Regions from separate parts of the Mus musculus genome. Here region 2 is linked to region 1. A link is a contact called in public promoter capture Hi-C data. All regions are on one chromosome and are shown on one strand. Each heading gives the region's core, a stretch centred on a gene start, on an enhancer-like site or on the middle of the called end of the contact. The rest is flanking DNA. Distances are from core to core; before and after follow the strand shown. Region 1 overlaps Tmem131l (transmembrane 131 like). Region 2 overlaps Trim2 (tripartite motif-containing 2).

Evidence for each region. Capture Hi-C pulls out chosen DNA fragments and counts their contacts.
Region 2: a contact with region 1 is called in a promoter capture Hi-C map of liver. The contact joins two enhancer-like sites. A contact is called at or near these places in 1 of 484 Hi-C or Micro-C datasets (embryonic stem cells) and 2 of 9 other capture datasets (adipose tissue and liver).

What each region holds. Positions count from the first base shown.
Region 1 is chr3:83,962,490-83,968,320 of GRCm38.p6, forward strand. It overlaps Tmem131l (transmembrane 131 like), which reads right to left. Exons shown (of 35, transcript NM_172681.4): 4 at 5,669-5,737. Among named protein-coding and RNA genes, the nearest start is that of Tmem131l, 75 kb to the right of the region's middle. Within about 2 kb of position 3,417, at least 16 of the 459 cell types and tissues checked have an H3K27ac peak or open chromatin away from gene starts, as enhancers often do. A contact at or near this core is called in liver, where this site is marked.
Region 2 is chr3:84,233,649-84,239,306 of GRCm38.p6, forward strand. The region is part of intron 1 of Trim2 (tripartite motif-containing 2); the gene reads right to left. The region is part of intron 2 of Gm40078 (a long non-coding RNA gene); the gene reads left to right. Among named protein-coding and RNA genes, the nearest start is that of n-TGgcc9, 7.4 kb to the left of the region's middle. Within about 2 kb of position 1,958, at least 18 of the 459 cell types and tissues checked have an H3K27ac peak or open chromatin away from gene starts, as enhancers often do. A contact at or near this core is called in liver, where this site is marked.

The DNA.
Region 1 (5,831 bases), core at 2,167-4,666:
ACTCCATTATTTATGCTATGGACTGAACTCAGGTTGCCATGCACACCACTGAGCTGCATCTCTAGCCTATACATGTTTTAACCCCAGAGAGCTATCAGTGTTCATTATAAAGTTAAAAGAAGAACAGGGTGGACGGTACCATCCTCAGGGCCAAAGTCTCCATCATCAATAGTTCAGCTGTGTCTGGTTGCAAGCGATCACAGCTGGGTGTGTTGACAGCTGGCATTCCCTTCCAGAGGAGGGGCTGGAGTATATAGGCTGTGGAGACCTGAGAGGAGGAAGTCTGCAGAGCCAGGGAGAGCTCGTGCTGGCTAAAGACTTCTCAGTGCAGCTGTCATGTCTTTCCAGTAACCTGTCATCCACAGTAAGTAACCCAATAAACTCAAAGCCCCACTGGGTGAAACCACACTCTGGCTGGTCACTAGGACTGGGTGAAAGCACACTCTGGCTGGTCACTAGGACTGGGTGAAAGCACACTCTGGCTGGTCACTAGGGCCTTAGTGGGATGGGGAGATAGTGGAGATAGTGGGATAGCTGCTGCTTAGCTCCCCTCTGAAGAGAGACAGTTCTCAGAACAGAACTGGCAGATCTTGTTGGAAATAAAACATAACAGGTTTAAAAGCAAACAAAAGAAGTTTTATTTTTCTAAGAATAATGACAACCTATACTAGCGCCCCATTTGTTTCTGTGTTGTAAGAATTCAGCGTATCTACATTATTAAGTGCTTTCACATATTTTTGTTTATAAAGCCAAATATACTCTGCATGTACTAACGTATCTAGGGTTTCTCTTTCAAATCAAGAGACATTTAGTTAAGAAACTCTATTCACCACTCAAAGCTTCTCAGAGCCCACCAAGGAAACACACAAGCAAGGCCCGCCTTCTAAGCTCAAGAAATACATGCATGAAAGATGATCAGTGAAATTAAACGGGGCTGACGCATCCAAGGAGTACTAGGAGGAATCTTTCCCTTTGTCACATGACCGATCAATGTATGGAGATGGCAACTACAGGCAAAGAAACAATATGAAGAAACCATACCCTGGAGTTGCGAGCCTTGGAACAAGCTGGCCATTGGTCAGCAAGGAAATCCACATCCCTGCCTATTTTAATTTACTCTCAAAGCTGGGCAAGCACACTTTCATACTGCACTTTTTGGTAAATACATTGTAATAGTTCAAGAGAGAGAAAGAGGGAAGGACAGGGAATTCTCATGGCGCTCAGTACAGTGGGAGAGCATTCAGGAGGCTGCTGCTGCAGAACCACAGGCTCTCTCGGCCTGAGGTACAGAGGGAAATCCTGTCTCAAAAGCAAAACAAAAACCTGCAGAGGCAAAAGGCTTTACACAGCATTTGAAACCCTCTCACCAATCTCCCACTAATGATCTAACGGAGAGGCTGTCACATCGAAGCTTTGGCTGGCAGCCTAGCAAGAGGGCTGTGGAGAGCAAGAGAGGCCTCCAGCCTAGCCGGTCTGCAGTGGTCATTTCCTTCCAGCACCTATGTATGTCTCTCACTGACCTCACCTGCTCCACCAGGCTGCAGTAGAGCCTGCAACTCATTCACTGCACTCATTCTTCTAGATCCCCAAATCTACAGTTCTGGTTAGTGTGGCCCCAAATAAACCTACATTCCAATTTAAGCAAAATCCTCATGTGTTATGTTTGTATTTCTTTTGTCTGTTCCAATTTTTCTAATAATAAAGATGTGCCATTTATTCTAGTAGAACCGTGAGACTGGGGACAGGACTCCCTATACAGTGGCGAGTCTAGGGCCAGCCTGGGCTACTCTGCCTCACACAGGGAAAAGCTCACTTGTCTAAGAACAATATGCATGTTGTTTATCTCATATGGAGCACTGTGAACCTGCTACTCAATGTGTGACATGCTGTCCCAGCTCTCACAGGGACTTTTCTAAGCACTTATCTTAATGAAAGATTTTAATATATCTGGTGAGTATTTTAAATTATAAATATTTTAGAACCTCCACTTATAACTAAAACACATTTGTGTGATTAAAACCTTGATCCTTTTGATGTCTAAACTGTACTTTTCTCATGTATGGATATGGGTATGCACTGAGTGTAGGCCACACATGTATGTACTGGGGGAGGACACACACAGAGTTCAGATGAGGGGATCAGATCTCTTGGAGCTGAAATTAGGTGGTTGTGAGATGGCCCAGTGTGTGCTAGAACTGAACTCAGGCCCCCAGAATAGCAGCAAACCCTCTTAAATCCTGAATTACCACTCTAGCCCCCAAATTTAATTAAATAATTAACTTAAAATTAATTAAATAATTCAATTAAAATGAAATCATTTCCTGCCAGGCATGGTAGAGCACGCCTTTGATCCCAGCACTTGAGAAGCAGCGGTCAGGTGGATCCCTGAGTTCGAGGCCAGCCTGGTCTACAGAGGGAGTTTCAGGACAGCCAGGGCTACACAGAGAAACCAAAACCAAACCAAACCAAAACCAACCAACCACCACCACCACCAACAACAACAAATTCTACTATAAACATAAGGGTTACCTAATAAACCCAGCCAGAGAACTGGGCTCATGTCCTCCTTTCTTGTTATCAATGAATACAGATTTCATAGCCTTAACTAAAAGGTGCCAACAAATCAACTGAGCTACTTAAACTTGCCCCCTAAGACTTTACATACTAGTCACACGTGTTCTGGTTTCCAAGACCTTGGAGAAATGCTCTAAGGAGAGATGATAGCACCCTCCCTCCTCAGCAGGGCGTCTGCCTACAGCCACCGGAATCCCAGCAGACACAGAAGCCTCCTTGCCACTGGCTATTTTTATTCTACTTTTCAATATTCTATTTTTACATGTGTTAAAAGGGTATGAATTTCCTTCAGTAGTGACAACTGGAAGATAATCTATGAATTTAATATGACAAGAGAATGATGAAAATGTATGAATGATTAGCACTTCCAGCCTTGGAGCTGGCCCTTTGGAGAAGCTCTCAGGGAACAGAAGAAAGAGACAAGGTGGAGAGTCAGCCATCTGCCTGCAGTCTGCCTGAGGCTGATCCCAGAAGGAGGGCGAAAGCTGAACCAGCAGGGAGGGAACTGGGAGCTTGGTGGCTGCTGTGCTGTCCTAGTAACCATACAGGAGCCAGTGGGTGGGAAGAAGGGAAGCACTGGTCACTTCTTAAAGGTGCTATCAATGAAACTAAATGACAGACTGTCTTACCATGGTGAGTGACTGAGTGAGACGTGACCCTGGCCAAACTGCACTGCTTCTCAGCGACCAGTGTGTAAACCTCTGTGCCCTATAGTCAAGCACTAGCATGTAAAGATGGCTACACATGCTCAGATAATGGCTAAGTTACCCTTGGGAACTCATCAGACACACAGATGAAGAAGGCTCTTGCTACTGCACTGTGTAACCCAGCATTACAGAGGCAGAGCCAAGAGGTTTGCCACAGCCTGAGGCCAGCCTGCTCTGAGGTTCAGGCCAGCTAGGGCTACTCAGTGAGATCCTGTCTCAAAGAAAACAAAATGACAAAGTAACACAGCTCAAATGACATAAAACACCTTAACATACTAAAAAACTACAAAGTATTACATAACATAGCTGAACCTTCTGAAGGTATTTCAAGTCTAAAAATCAGTAACCCTTTCAAACCAAGGCCACTTACATAACCATTCAATGTTTTTTTAGATAACAGAACCAGTAATTAATGCATATGGACAATTAAGACAAGTGTAGCACTTATACATATACACACTCACTGATCACAGTTTTAAATTTTTCTTGAATTTTCTGTATACGAGTGTTTGCCTGTATGTATGTGTATATGGGTTGCAGGCCTGGCTGGTGCCTGGCCGGCAGAGACTGTCTGACTCCCTGGAGCTAGCATTACAGACAGTCATGAGTTGTCATCTGAGTGCTGGGAACTGCTTATCCTCTCAATAAGTAGCAAGTACTCTTGACCCCTAAGCCCTCTTTCCAGCTCCTATATTATGGGATTTTCTGGAAGAGTAAATGACAGCCAGGATCCTATATACCTGAACTTTTTTCCTATTCTGGCTATATTCACCATGATCCATTTCATTATACCTACCAATCTAAAATAGTCTCTAAAATAGTCCTGCGTGCATGCATATACACACAAACACACACACACACACACAATTTCCTCAAGAAAAACAAAACAAAAAAAAACTTTGTGTAAACTATTCTCTCAGATTTGAAGTCAGTGAGATTATAAATCATTTAACTTATCTGATAAATGATTATAAATTCAACTTTTAACAAATTTCTTAATCTATTTTTTGTAAGTAATTCAATACAAAATATTCTGAGCATGGTAGTGCAAGCCTTTAGTGCCAGCACTGAGGAGATAGAGAGCTCTGTGACTTCCAAGCCTGCTAGGACTACAGTGCAGGACCTTGTTAATAATTAGATAGTTTAGTAATTAGTTCAGACACCTAGAATCTTGTAAAGTTAGCAAACTACTTTAACAATTTGATCTCCTCCTCCCTTTAGAAAAAACTCCTTTGAAAAGCTCAGCAAGATAGCTCATTCCTTCCCTGTGGCTCCAAACTTCAGAAATGCAGACAATGACAATGTCAGAACGTGACAAGAATGGCAGGTGAAAGCTCAAAGCACGGGTTGCAGACCCCACTGGCCCTAGGGTCATTCATCACCAGGTAACTTCACTCAGCAGCTCTTGAACACATTGTGAACCTAAGCAGAGCTTTGAGGGGACAAATCGAAGATGTACCTTTTCAATGCCTACTACCAGGCTTTAAGTTTTAACTGCATCCCAGACATGCCCCTCCTCTCCTGTGTGATCCCAAAGCCTGCATTTCCTCTTTCATGTTTCTTAGCACTGTGACTCTCCTTACAGCGTATCTCATCTTCTCTGCCTAAACGTCCACAACTACCCAGGAACGATCAATAGAGTACAACTTCCAGCCTGAAAGTACAGCAGGGAAGGCAAACAATTGCATCTGGCCTAAAAGGATTCAGAGATCATCAGTATTCCATTTTTCCATTATAAAATAATCAAACTTGTTCCAAAAAACACCCAAAGACTTACCACTGAATTCTTACTGAAGTCTAGCTATTATCAAGTAGTATAAGGCATATCATGACGCAACTGGATGGGGGCTGACTGTATACCACAGTAGGAAAGCATACACCTGGAATGGACAAGGGCCTAACTGCAAAACATACATCAAAAAACTCAAAGGGTTTAAAATAGCTTTTGTACTCTCTCTTTCATGAACTATTCCTTTAACAAGTCTCAGGATTGAGACCCTTTCACATTATTATATGCTTAACATATAACACTGTGTGTGTGTATGTATGTGTATATATATATATATATATATATATATATATCATCATGTAAGATCCACTGAGGCCAGAGGCTGGAGAGGGCTCCATGGTTATTAGTTTATGTTGCTCTTGCAGGGATGGGAGCTTAGTTCTCAGCACTCATATTGAACAGTTCACAACTGCCAGTAACCCCAGCCCCAGGGGAGCCAGTGTCCTCTTCCGGTTTCTGTCAGCATCAGCAGTCATGTGGACATAACTACAACTCAACACATACGCATATAATTAAAAATAAATATGTTAAAAAGATATGCTGAAGATAAATACAAATAAGATGAATTTAGTTATAAATTTAAAAAAAAAATACTTACTGTATTCCAAAATCTAGAACTGACGGCTGAAAATGTAAGCCTTTTCCAATGAACAGTTTATCTGAGAAGCTAAAAGACAAAAGGAAAAAAAAGAGAGAGAGACATTAATTGCTTAGGTTTAAATTTGAATTTTGCAATCATATGCTCAGTACAATGACTCTAA
Region 2 (5,658 bases), core at 708-3,207, 270 kb after region 1:
TAGAGAGACACTGGAACCGCTGTGGGCTTTTGAAACCTCCGAGCCCATCCTCACTAACTCAATTTCTCCAACAAGGCCACACCTCCTAATCCTTCTAATCCTTTCAAAGAGTTCCACTCCTTGGTGACTAAGCATTCAAATATATGAGCCTATGGGGGCCACTCGTATTCAGCCCACTACAACAAGCATAGTCATTTCCATCTGGACACTTTGAGTCACAGGGAACCAGCTGCCAACTTGCTTTTGTGTTTTATCTGGTATATGATGAAGGGAGAAAGTGAGATGTAATCTTGGGCATCATTAGAAAGGAAAAAGGAATGGAACTAGGTCACAGTGTACCTGAGAGCACACCCAATGCCTCTTCTTCTATACCCACTGAGAACTGTGTGGGCATGGACTGTCACACAGTGATGTGGGAGTGAGGAGGAAGAGGAAGGGAGGAAAAAATCAACAGAAAATGTTGTACATACTACTTTGTATTAATATTCTATTTATTTTTACTTTATGTAAATGGGTGCTCTGCCTACATGTTCATTTGGTAGACACATGCATGCAGTGCCCACGGAGGCCAGATGGAGCTCACATCCTTCAGAACTGCAACTATAGACAGTTGTTAGCTGCCATGAGGACCTGGGGACCAAAATCCTATCCTCTGAAAGAGCAGCGAGTACTCTGAATGCCTAAATAATCTCTCAGGTCAATCAATCAATCAATCAATCAATCAATTTATTTATTTTAAAAAGCACAAGCCTGAGGTCACAGGACCTGACAGTGTCTTTCCTCTTTGGCTTCCTATAAAGAGTGGCATTCATACCTTCTAAAGGGAGGAGGAACTTCCCTGTGACATGAAGATCTTAAAGCTGCAGACCAAAAAGCCTGGATCAACGTCATAGACTCCATCTGCTTCAGTGTGGATGTATTCTTTGAAGGTCTGGGGGATAAAGCCTTGGTCCACAGTCTGCAATACTACAGAGATCTGGGGAGCCTTTAAGAGGCATGTGCTATTGGGAAGTCTTCTGGTCACAGGGGTGTGCTCTCCAAGGGAACTGTGGCACCCCAAACCTATCCTGTTCCTCTCTTTCATGTCCCAGAACAAGATAAGCAAGTCCGTGCTACCGTGCACTCCCGGGCCCACTGGGCTTATGCTGATAGGGCACTCAGGGGTTCCACCCCAATTCCCAGCTCTTGCCAAGAACTGGAACAAAGTAAAACTCAAAAGTCAAGCTTCATAGACTCAGAGTGGAAGGGATCTGAGAGATGGCTTCACCCGGTCATCTGAATGCCACAGATACCTTCTCCAAACAACATGGCTGCAGCTCAGCAACATTACAAGACTCTGGTTCTATCCCGGCACAGAGATGGGGCAGCAAAAACCAGCTGCTCCATCACAAGTTTTACTCACCGCTATCTCCCCCGCCCCCATGTTTCTTCAGAACAGCGGGATAGCTGGGCATAATGGCATTTTGAGAACCAGTATACAGACAAAGAAACAGGTCTGAGGGGACACTGTGACTCTCTCATGCTATACAACTAAGTAGGAAAGCCCTCCAAGAGACTGGCAAGACTTGTAAGCATAAGCCCAGTGGACCCGGGAGCACAGGGTAGCACGGACTTGCTTATCTTGTTCTGGGACATGAGAGAGAGGAACAGGATTGGTTTAGGGTGCCACAGTTCCCTCGGAGAGCACACCCCTGTGACCAGAAGACTTCCTTGGAGACCTTTGTGGTCCTGCTTGGCTTTCATAATAACTAGCTTCATAGAGAACGTTCCATAACAGAGATGATTAGCAATATGAGAAACAAGAGGTGCTGCTAAGTGAGACTGAAAAACTACGTTGAAGAGTAGAAAAAGGCTCTCACTGCACAGCCGGCCTCTAGAGGAATTACTGGCTCAGGGTTTGTGAATATATACTCCCCAGTCAAACAGCGGGAGTTCCCAAGATAGCAGAGAAACCGGAACCCTGCACAAAGGACTGTAGTCCACAAAGGTCAACCACTCGGCCAGCCATTTGGGCAAAGGGCAGGGAAGAAATAAACCATGACATCCTGTTAGAAGGGGATTCACAGAAAAGGCAAACTCCTGGGAATAGTAAAGAAGCAAAAAGACACAGACACTGTAGTGAAGAAGCCAAGTCCTCAAAATGGCCTTGGCGGCAAAAAGCCAGCACTGACCCAAACACAGAAGAGAGAGAGTGTGTGTGATGTGTTTGTGTGTGGTTTGTGTGTGTGGTGTGTGCATGTGTGTGGGGTATAGTGTATGTGCATGTGTGGTATGTGTATGTGTGTATGGTATGTAGGTGTCTGTGTGAGTGGGGTGTGTGTATGTGTGTGTATGTATAGTGTGTATGTGTGGGGGGGGCATAACTCAAGTGCTGAAGCCTTTCTTTGAATGCAGGGTAAACAGATTGAAGTGATAAGAACACAGAAATGGCGGTTGGCATGGTTTTGTCGGGCATCTGGCTCTCCCTTTCTCATTCTGATCAGGCTGCAGCATTTGGGCAGGGGTGGGATGGTAGGGTGCCAGTGCTCAGATTCAGGCCTTGGTATGCGCTTTACCCTAAGTTACAACTCAGTCATCCATTCTACTTGTTCGCTTTTAAACTTTCTCTTTAAAAAATTATTTGGCTGGGTGGTGGTGGCACATGCCTTTAATCCCAGCACTTGGGAGGCAGAGGCAGACAGAATTCTGAATCCAAGGCCAGCCTGGTCTACAAATTGAGTTCCAGGACAGCCAGGGCTACACAGAGAAAGCCTGTCTTCAAAAAAACAAAAAAAAAATTGTATGTGTTCATGTTCATATGTGTCAGTGTATATGTGTAGTGGCTAAAGGCTAATGTCTTGTCACCCTCTGTCATGTGTTTTGATTTATTTTATGTGCATGAGTATCCTGCCTGAATGACAGTTACAGATGGTTGTGAGCCATCATGTGGGTGCTAGAAACCAAATCTACAAGAGCACAAAGTGCTCTTAACTGCTGAGCCATCTCTCCAGTCCTTTTGAGACAAGGTTTCACTACGGAGCTCTGGCAGACCTGGGACTTAGTGTGTAGTTACAGAGGTTCATGTGCCTCTGCCTCAAGTGCTGGGATCAAAGGCGTGTGTCTCCATGCCTGGCCTCCACCTTCGTTTTTGAAACAGGGTCCGCTGAACCTAGAGATCAGTGTGTTGTCTAGAAGAGTTGGCCAGTGACCTCTGGGAATCCTCCCATCTCTGCTTTCACAGCATTAGAATACAGCACAGCACAGCATGCCACAGCATACACTGTCTTTTTACCTGGGTGCTGGAAATCAGAACTTAGGTCACTGTACTGGTTGGCAAGTGCTTGACTAAGTTATTTCCTAAGCCCCACTTTTGTTTTTTTGTTAAAATGCTATTAATATATGCTTATTTGCATGCAGAAACAGGAGAACCAAGCCTTCATTTCAATTTTTTCACAAAACTTACTCATTAAGTGGAGAGTCTAGTTCAACTTGCTATTTCGTGGCCAGCATTTTGCCAGCAACAGCCTAGAGTCTTAAGCCAGCCGTCATGCAGCCTCCAGATTCTAAGTTTCCCTTTCACACACTCTCACAACTGTGTCTGGCTTTTTAGGAACAAACAGACCCACAACCTTGACACCAACCTCTGAGATTTTAGGTCTACAACAGGATGCTACCATTCTTCGGTTCACAGCAAAATTAAAGGGTCTGTAAGAGGCTGAACAGCTCCTGTTGTAAACTCCCCATCTTTTGCATGATGCCTCCTTTCTGAGGCCACACTGACCATCCAATCCTAAGTGTCATCTATGTATGCCACACCATCCCAGTTGAACCCTTAATGACAGTTGTCATAGTTTGTAGTGACTAATTTGCACGGGTAGAGCAAGCCCCTTGTCAACCTCTAACTCCATGGGATCACCCTCCATGGCTGGCACAGCATTCATGCAACTCAGCACATATTGTCGTGCCAAACACTGCATCCTGAAGAATGGCTGAGTATCCTGCTTGTCTGGACATGACCTGGGGTAACGTCACCATCACTGCCCAGAAGAATATAGTCCCAGTGACCAGATTCTTAGATGAGACACTTCAGAAACAGTGGAATGGTCCAGTGTCTGCCTGCTAAAGATCCCTCTGAGTTGTCTTTGTAGATGGGTTCTGTTGGGAAAGTGGCATTTGCAAGCTAAAAGGACAGCCGCAATTCCTTAAGAGTGTGACACAGTGGGGACAGTCTCCACACTGCTCATCTGTGTGACAGCTGATGTTCATTGTCAACTTGACTGGATTCAGGATCACCGTGGAAACACATTTTGGATGGGTCTATTAGAGTGTTTCCAGAAGAGTTTAAACTGAAGAGCGAAGACGTACTGTGAATGTGGGTAGTGTGATCCCATAAGTTGGGTCCCGGTCTGAGTAAAACAGACAAAAAGAGTTGAGCCCCAGCCTTCATCTCTCTGCTTCCGGCCTGCAGATGCAATGTGACCAGTCAGCTCCTGCTGCTGGGCTATCCCCACCATGAAGGAATCTTAAACCATGAGCCAAAAGTAAACCCTTCGTTCCTTAAGATGCTATGGTCAAATACTTTTGTCATAGCAACAAGAAGAATAGTTAATCCACACAGGCACTAAAGTGTACTTTATAATACAGCTACACGTCTGTGACTACTGGATACAAATAAACACCACAAGTAATGAGGACTAAGCATCATTTGGACATTTTCCAGTCCCCCTCCCCTTTTCTTCACTGCTGGAGAGAGAACACAGGGATCGTGTTAGGCCAGGCTTTCTCTCAGCCACATCCTGAGTCCTGCACTTCACTCCTGCTTTTCCGTGTTCTGAACTTTGAGCTCCAGTAAGCCACCAAATCCTGGAAGAATTCATGGTGACTGACTGATGACCGGGAAGAGAAAGGACACCATGCCATCCCAGAGACCTCTCACAGCACTTAGCTTACCAAAGGGGTCTACAGGCTGCGGTATAGCTCAGTGGTAGAATGCTTGCCAGCCTAATATGAGGGAGGTGCTAAGTGAGTTCCATCCCTAGTGCCATAAAAACAAGCAAGAGGAAACCACTTGAAATTTATTTTTGAAGAAAGAAATGACTACTGTTTATGCAAAGATGTAGTTTTTACCCTCCTGCAAAACTCTTATCTATAAAACTGTACCAAGTTAAAGCCAAAATCAATATCGAAAGCAAAATATTACCAAATTAGATGTATCTTTGTTATTTGTACTGCCTGCCCACATTTAAGTATTTCCAGCATTACCAAAGGAAAATATTTTCAAAAATAGCCCAACTGTTTTTTTGCAAACAGTTCAGTTGCAGTGACCTTTTGTATATAACCCAAACACGATACCATAGGCAAGATTTTCTGCTTTTATTTAGGAACCCAAAGTGCTGGAGAGATGGCTCAGCAGTTAAGAGCACTGACTGCTCATCCAAAGGTCCTGAGTTCAATTCCCAGCAACCACATGGTGGTTCACAACCATCTGTAATGGGCATCTGATGCCCTCTTCTGGTGTGTCTAAAGACACTGACAGTGTACTTATATAAATAAAATAAATAAATAAATCTTTAAAAAAAAAGATGTATTTAGGGACCTAGACATAGTCATGTTATGTTGCTCTAAATTAAAAAAAATATTACTTTATTTTTTCTTTTTATTGAATTTTTTCTCACATAT